Regions from separate parts of the Sus scrofa genome. Here region 2 is linked to region 1. A link is a contact called in public HiChIP or PLAC-seq data. All regions are on one chromosome and are shown on one strand. The core of a region is the stretch at or near the end of the contact, and the rest is flanking DNA. Distances in the headings are between cores, read along the strand shown. Region 1 holds the start of HNRNPU (a long non-coding RNA gene). Region 2 overlaps EFCAB2 (EF-hand calcium-binding domain-containing protein 2).

Region 1 (4,150 bases), core at 1,539-4,038:
ACTCTCTATCTCTAAGCATTTCTACTCTTTGACTTGTTCATCACAGAAAGAACTGTACTTTCTGATCAAGTTGCTAAACCAGCAATGTTTTTAATTTTAAAAATTAGAAATCTGACAGCCAAGGCCCATTCGGAGGTTTGCAATACTTCCTCGTACTCAATTGCAACCCAACTGGGTAAAGTAGCAGTATTTACAGCGCTGCCATTGATACCATTCGCTGCTGAAGAAAGCTAGTGGCCCAGTGATGGGGCCACTGCTGCTGCCCCAGGTCTTTGGAAGAAATCAACTTATGTTAAAGCAGCAGCTACTCAACTGGAATTGAGAACAAAAGAGCAGTTATTGAGAAAATAATATTACAACCGTTCAGAATAGGGAATATACTTGTGTGCTAATGGGAAAAGTCATTAATAAATGTTTAACTAGCCCAAATAGCTCACTTAAAATAATTCCACAAAAAAAGACGTTACTTTACAAAGAAGCCTATAGAAACAAGTTACAGGTTACAAGATTCCATAAGCTAGACAATCAAACACTAGCATTGATTTCACATTCCTACCAATGAGAACTTAGTCATACCAAAAAAATTATCAATTTGCTAATGCCTATACAATTACCAATACAACTGCTGTAATAAACATCAAGTGACCAAAATCTGAATATAAGCCCTCATCTTCCTACTTTTAAAAGAACTGTTTACAGGCATTAAGTTTTCTAACATCTTGGAACCAAAAACCACATTTGACAACTGGGGAAGGGGAGCGAAACAACTTCACTTACAAGTATCAAGACAAACCACTGTGTCGTCGAAATGTTCATCTTCTTCTTCAACAGGTGGCTGAGGCGATTTGGCTCTGAAAGACAGAATTGTCTCTTGATACAGCTTTCCCCACCAAAAACTAAAGAACAGGTGACAAGTAAAACTTGGTTAGCATGCTCTACCTGCTATACTTATTCTCTTCAATATATTCAAAATATCCACGGCCATGGTCTTCTCGAGGTCTTTTAACACCTCTCTTTTTATCTCCGCCTTTCTGTTCTGTTTTGCCGTCTCCTACAATACACGACACCACCTTATAAGACACCACGTCGCGAAACAACAAACAAAAAAAGCTTTTTTTTTTGAAGTTCCAAAAAGCTCGACTTCCCAATTCATTTTTGTAAGTAGTTTCAATCGAGAATTCAAACGCGAATTCAAAAAACAATCGGCTTGGAACTAGATTGGAATTAGTGACGCAGTACTAAGTACATTGCTAATTTTGCCCGTCCCCTCGAAAATTCGAGAAAGCTAATGAAAACTAGCGCGGCCCAGGCCCGAGCCCACGTGTATCCCGGAGAGAGTTCAGGAAGGGGGGAGGGGCCGAGGCGCCCAGCCCGCACTCCCCTCCCCCACCCGGGCCCGCGCTCCCCGCGGCCGCATTGTACTGCTCGCCGCCAGCCCCGCCCGGCCCCGCCCGCCGGAAGTGACGTCACGCCGAGCCCGGCGCGCCTTGCACAATACCGCGGCCCGGAGCCGCCACGGCGCGCCGCCGGGGCCCCGGGCCTCCCCTCCCCCCGGAGACATGTGCCCGCACCGCGCGCACGCAGCGCAGCGGCGCCGCCGCGGCTCCTCCCCCAACAGCGGCAGCTGCAGCCCCCCCCCCGGGCTCCCCCCTCCCGCTCTAGCCACATAATGGAGGCGCTGCCGCCGCCGTCACACTGCGAGCCGAGGCCTCACGCCTAATCCGGGATTCCCCGCGGCCTCCCCGCCCGCCCGCTCGCCGCGGCCCCCGCCCCCCCGGGGGCGCCCTCCCGCGGCGGGGCATCCCTCCCCTCCCCCAGCGGGGCTCCGGCAGGCCTGGGCACGGTCCCCACCCCGCGCGGGCCTCCCGCCGCGCGCAACCAACCACGCAGCACTCACCCGCCGCCGGAGCCCCGGGGCGACCGCCGCCTCCGCCGCCTTCCGCCTTCTTCTTACCTCCCGCCTGCTGCTGGCCCTGCCTCGCCCCGGGCGGCGCCACCGTCACCGCGAACAGCGACGTGGGGCCGCTGCTCTTCCCTGCGGCCTCCTTGGCGGCCCCGCGCTGCTGCTGGGGCTGTTGCTGCGGCGCCGCCGGCGGTTGAGGCTGCTGCTCCCCGTGCCCGTTCTCGTCGCCCGCGCCTTCCTCCTCCTCGCCGAGCTCATCCTCCCCTTCCTGGAAGCCCTGGTCGTCGCCGTTCTCGTCCTCCGAGGCGGCCTCCTCCTCTTCCATCGGGCCCGAGTCGGCCGCCCCCGCGGCGCCGTTCTCCTCCCCGAGCTCCATCTGGTCGCCATCCAGGGCGGCGATCCCTTCCTCCTCCTCCTCTTCTTCCTCCTCCTCCTCGTCGCCACCGGCCGCGGCCTCCTGCTCGAGGCCTGCTCCCGAGCGCTCGGCGGAATCCCCGCCCAGGTCTAGGCTGCCGTTCCCAGGCTCCATGGCGGGGCGGCCCCCGGCCTCCTCGTCGTCCAGCGCGGCCTGGAGACGCTCCATGAGCTCGGCCTTGAGGCCCTTGTCGGACAGGCGCCGCTTCTTGAGCTCCTCCTTCAGCTCCGACACCTTCAGCTTTTTCACATTAACAGGCGAGGAACTCATGGTGAGGCCCCGATTCACCGCTAGGCGCTGGCTCAAACTGGACTCCGCTCACTCGGCCACTGGCGGCGGCTGCGGCTGCTGCTCGGCCCGGGCGGCGGCTGCGGCTGCGGCTGGAGGTGGGTTTGTGCTGCAGAGCGGACCCGCCTGGTGTCGAACGGCGCCAATTCCTTTCACCGAGTTCGCGAGGGAGACGCGGAGACTCGCCTAGCGCGAGCGAGCACGCAACGTCCTCTCGCAGGAGCGGTGCCGCGCACGTAATATAGCCGCCCCGCCCCTGCGCCGGCGGAGCGCCCGCGCTCGCCCCGCCCCGCCCACACCAGTTCCTCCCGCCCCCACCCGAATCGCGGGCCCGGAGCGCGGCGCCGCGCCGCGCACTGCGCTTCCAATTGGGGCCGAGCAAATGGAGGAGGAGGAAACCGCCTTCAGTTAAACCGACCCACTGCAACATCTATTGGTCTTTCCAGCTCTTTGGTGTCGAGGCTTGTTTTGCTCTTTGCCTTCCAGCCCTTCTGTCCAAATGCTTTTAGTCCTCAGACTGGCCTTTTCCACTTGACTCCGCCACCTATTCTTCCATTTTAGATTTGTCTTATCTATTTCTCCAGCTATTTGTTTAAAACGCCTTAAAATTGTATTTCAGCTTTGATTTGTGCAACACAAATTGGCAATTACAATACGCAGGGGATTTTCTTCCGCTTAATATTTGGTTTAATTTTTCTAAGTCCTGCCTTGCGGATTGAATTTTAAACTCAAGCAGGGCCTTTCTTTTGTCTCTCCCACGACCCCTACTGCAAGCCTTCAAAGATGAGATGCTTGCTTTCCGGAGCGTGTCCTCCACTCCATACTGCAAAGCGTACTCTGCCGGCCTTGTCATGGCACTGTCAGCCAAAGAAGTTAAATAAACCTCAGAATTGCATTTCTGTGTTTTCTTTACCTACCAACCGAAAAGACGGACCTTCTGTAAGATTTATTCCAATTTAGGATCTGGTCGTCCAGTTATGAAAAGTCCTTGTAGCTGACAATGAGGATGAGACCCAGCTAAGATCACACACTTTGATTCTATTCCCGTGTCTCCAGAAATACTTTGGACCAAATTATGCTGAAACCCTAATAAAAGCTTATGCAAAACAAAGGGTTGTGATTTTGTAAATAGAAAATAATCACTCCCGAAAAGAAATGTTATTTCAGTGTGCCTTCGACGTTTAATTTTTCTCTTTACTAAATAAAACGTGTGTTACATTCCTCAAGTTTTAGGTAGCAGTGCCAGAATTTAGATTTGTGATAGAGACAAGTATTAAACCCGGTAGAATCTGCACAGGGGCTAGCCAATGTTCTAGTCTAGTTTATCTCTGACTAAGGAGGTCAGCTTTACACACTGCTTGGTGCTTTAGCTGGCAGAATAATGCTGCCCCAATTTTAATTTGAAATTTGGAAAAATACACATGTGAACTCTCTTCCCTGGGTCGTATGATTTGACTGATCGATAAATTTTATTTTTATTTTTTTGTCTTTTTAGGGCCGCACCCGCAGCATATGGAGGTTCCCAGGTTAGGGGTCAAATCAGA
Region 2 (4,307 bases), core at 715-3,214, 73 kb after region 1:
GCATTTAAGCTTTCCCTGACTGTTGGATATTTACATCATTTCCAGATTTTCTGTGCTATAAATAATGCCACAATGAATATTCAGTGAATGTCTTGTGTTAAGAATCTTGTGGAGTTCCCTAATAGCACAGTGGGTTAAGGATCTGGCCTTGTCACTGCTGTGGCCTGGGTTCCTGACTGTAGGCTTGGCTGAAAAACAATAACAAGAGAATGTTTTGGAGTTCCTGTTGTGGCGCAGTGGTTAATGAATCCGACTAGGAACCATGAGGTTGCAGGGTTCGGTCCCTGCCCTTGCTCAGTGGGTTAACGATCTGGCGTTGCCGTGAGCTGTGGTGTAGGTCGCAGACGCGGATGGGATCCCGAGTTGCTGTTGCTCTGGCATAGGCCGGTGGCTACAGCTCCGATTTGACCCTAGCCTGGGAACCTCTATCTGCCACAGGAGCAGCCCTAGAAAAGGCAAAAAAAGACAAAAAAAAAAAAAAAAAAAGTTTTGACACAGCTTTCATCTCCACCTTCCACTCCCTTTGGAAAAATGATTTCATTTAATCTCATTTCTGTTGGTTTTTACTAGTTACATACTAGTTATTAAACATTATTATTATTATTATTATTTTTTGTCTTTTTAGGGCTGCACCTGCGGCACATGGAGCTTCCCAGGCTAGGGGTCAAATCAGAGTCGTAGCCGCCAGCCCACACCAGAGCCAGAGCAATGCAGGATCTGAGCCACATCTGCAACCCACACCACAGCTCATGGCAATGCCGAGCCCCAACCCACTGAGCGAGGCCAGGGATCAAACCCTTGTCCTCATGGATACTAGTCAGGTTTGTTAACTGCTGAGCCACAACGGGAACTCCTAAAACATCATTTAATTTCTAAATTCTATGAGTATCTTGTTGTGATCCTTTTGTACTAATTGCATTCATTTCTTTTAAAAAGTGTAATTAATGAAAGATACGTAGATACCCATCTGAGCTTCTGATCAGAGTAAGACACACATTTGCTTATGTTTATCTCTACTGTTATAGTAGAAACTCCGTGAGGTCAGAGACTATTTCACTTACTGCTAAATCCGTGGGATTTAGAACAATCGTAGAATGTAGTAGTCACACTGCAAATATTTATTGAAGGAATCAATGAACCAGGAATAACACATTGAGTAAAGAAGTTTAATGCCACCCTGTATGGTCTTATTTTGAGTAAATGTATTTTTCTGTTAACCTTCTAAAAATTTTGAAAATAGGAGTTCCTGTCGTGGCTCAACGGAAACGAATCCCATCATGAGCCATGAGGTGTGGGTTCAATCCCTGGCATCACTCAGTGGGTTAAGGATCTGTCATTGCCATGAGCTATGGTGTAGGTCGCAGACACAGTTCAGATCCTGTGTTGCTGTGGCTCTGGTGTAGGCCGGCAGCTATAGCTCCGATTAGACCCCTAGCCTGGGGACTTCCATATGCTGCAGGTGCAACCTCAAAAAGCAAAAAAAGAGAATTAAAAATATTGAAAATATCTTAGAGTATCTTCATTGCATTTGCGTAGGCGCTTAGATTGGAAATTACATATTTAATCCTACCTCATCATTTAAAAAGCTGGAATGGCACTTCCACTTCAACATGATGATTGAGCGCAAATAATTATTTTTACCCTTCCTGAAACCCCACTAGAATGACAGTAAGGGAATTTTTAGAAAGGCGTAGACTGACAAAGAGAATAGGAGAGGACTTATTAGTGGTTTGTTAAAACAACATTAGGAGAGGAGATAATAAATTATTAAATGGATGGATGAATGGCAACTAACTTCGCAAAACCAAAGAAAATAAGAGTAAGCCTATAGAGGAGGGAGCCAAAAGGAAACAAACCACGCAGAGCTGTAAAATCTTGGAAAGGCTTGAGAGTGGAGGCAGGAGCCATCTCTGAAGGCCTGTGTGTGGAGTGAGGCTAAATATAGGAGGTTTGGATGAAAGTCATAAGGCACACAGTTGGCTCTCTCATCCCCTGGAGTAACAGGTGCTAACTTCCCTTCCACCCATGCAGAAGACTGCAGGATCACTTTATTTTTATTATTTATTTTTTGTCTTTTCTAGGGCCGCACTTGAGACATATGGAGGTTTCCAGGCTAGGGGTCCAATTGGAGCTACAGCTGCCGGCCTACACCACAGCCACAGCAACACCAGATCTGAGCCACATCTTCGACCTAACGCCGGATCCTTAACCCACTGAGCGAGGCCAGGGGTTGAACCCTCAACCTCATGGTTCCTAGTTGGATTCATTAACCACTGTGCCACGATGGGAATTCCCATTATGATTATTATTATTACTAACTTTGATACAATAGCTGAAATATTAACATTTGTACTCAATGTAATATTATCACATACATTAAATACTTCTGTGTAGGACCCAAGATAATAAACCGGGAAAGTGGTAGTATGTCTAATAGGATGTCAAAGAGATGGGGATTTGAAATTCTCTTAATTAAGGTCTTCGTGGAGTTCCCTTCGTGGCTCAGCAGTTAATAAACCCAGCTAGGATCCATGAGGATGCAGGTTTGATCCCTGGCCTTGCTCATTGGGTTAAGGATCCGGCCTTGCTGTGAGCTGTGGTGTAGGTTGCAGACACGGCTCGGATCTGTGTTGCTGTGGCTGTGGCGTAGGCTGGCAGCTACAGCTCCGATCTGACCCCTAGCCTGAGAACTTCCATATGCCTCGGGTGCGGCTCTAAAAAAGCTAAATAAATAAATAAAAATAAAAATTAAGGTCTTCATTAGTAACGAGGACGAGAAGATATGTACCTCTTTGATTGGTTAGTAGATGTGCATTGGTAACTACATTATAGTATAAGCACTAAAATCTTCAAAAGAAGAGTGAAAGGAATTTAGAGATTAAAAAACTTCAGGTGAAATCAGTAAATGAAATTTCATAGAAACTGTGCAATATAATGAAATGAGAGGGAAACTTTCAAATGTGACCTCAGTTTCAGTGATTTTCTCTCCATTACACTTCAGCTGCCCACTTCCAGGGCCAAAGCGTATACTGCATCATCTAGAATTGTTCCAGTTCTGAGATCTTAAATTCAGATATTTTATTCTTCGACTACCTTATCATACTGGATGTGTATTTTTTTTTTTTTTTTTTTGTCTTTTTGCCATTTCTTTGGGCCGCTCCCGCGGCATATGGAGGTTCCTAGGCTAGGGGTTGAATCGGAGCCGTAGCCACTGGCCTACGCCAGAGCCACAGCAACGCGGGATCCGAGCCGCGTCTGCAACCTACACCACAGCTCACGGCAACGCCGGATTGTTAACCCACTGAGCAAGGGCAGGGACCGAACCCGCAACCTCATGGTTCCTAGTCAGATTCGTTAACCACTGCGCCACAACAGGAACTCCTGGATATGTATATTTTTTGATCATGCCTGCAGCATGCAGGAATTCCCAGGCCAGGTATTGAACCCATGCCACCACAGTAACCTAAACCACAGCAGTGACAATGCTGGATCCTTAACCACTAGGCCACCACGGAATTCCCAGCACTAACTATTTTATTTTATTTTATTTTATTTTGTCTATTTTAAAAAATAATTTTGTAAAATGATTTTTTGAAATAATTTCAAGTTTACAGGAAAATTAGAATAGTATAGAGAATTCCTACACTCCCTTTACCCAAATTCACTAATTTCAACATTTTGCCACATTTTTATCACTCTCTCATATATAGTACACATATATAACGTTTCTATTATGTATGATTTTTTCCTTTTTTAAAGTTTGTTGAAGTATAGTTGACTTACAATGTTGTGATCATTTCTGCTTTACATTTTGTTTATGGTTTCTGTTGTGGTACCCAAGCTTGTGAGTTTGACTAGGTCCCATTTATTTATTTTTAATTCTGTTGCCTTGGGAGACTGACCTAAGAAAACATTGGTATGATTTGTGTCAGAGAATGTTTTGTCTGTGATCTCTTCTAGGAGTTTTATGGTGTCATGTCTTATATTTTAGGTCTTTAAGCCATTTCGAGTTTATTTTTGTGTATGGCTAAAGGATGTGTTCTAGCTTCACCAATTTACATGCAGCTGTCCAACTAACACCATTTGCTGAAGAGACTGTCTTTACCCCATTGTATATTCTTGCCTCCCTTCTGGAAGATTAATTGACCGTAGGTGTGTGTGTTTATTTCTGGGCTCTCTGTTCGACTCCAGTGGTCCATATGTCTGGTTTTGTGCCAACACCATGCTATTGTTTGCTTGGTTCTTTCTTTTTTGGCTGCCCCACAGGACAGGTAGTTCCTGAGCCAAGGATCAGATCCCAGCTGTAG

The links. HiChIP or PLAC-seq counts read pairs in DNA pulled down with a chosen protein or histone mark.
Region 2: a contact with region 1 is called in an H3K27ac HiChIP or PLAC-seq map of skeletal muscle. The contact joins the enhancer-like site here to the promoter of HNRNPU in region 1. A contact is called at or near these places in 1 of 5 promoter capture datasets (fetal skeletal muscle), 7 of 47 Hi-C or Micro-C datasets (blood, embryonic fibroblasts, fetal skeletal muscle and 3 more) and 1 of 2 datasets of contacts at active chromatin or transcription factors (skeletal muscle).

Annotation. Positions count from the first base shown.
Region 1 is chr10:17,494,212-17,498,361 of Sscrofa11.1, forward strand. HNRNPU (a long non-coding RNA gene) reads right to left here and starts at 2,789. Exons shown (of 16, transcript XR_002336237.1): 1 at 1,898-2,789; 2 at 940-1,051; 3 at 778-851.
Region 2 is chr10:17,568,282-17,572,588 of Sscrofa11.1, forward strand. All of the region lies in intron 1 of EFCAB2 (EF-hand calcium-binding domain-containing protein 2), which reads left to right. Among named protein-coding and RNA genes, the nearest start is that of EFCAB2, 12 kb to the left of the region's middle. Within about 2 kb of position 1,965, at least 2 of the 83 cell types and tissues checked have an H3K27ac peak or open chromatin away from gene starts, as enhancers often do. A contact at or near this core is called in fetal skeletal muscle and skeletal muscle, where this site is marked.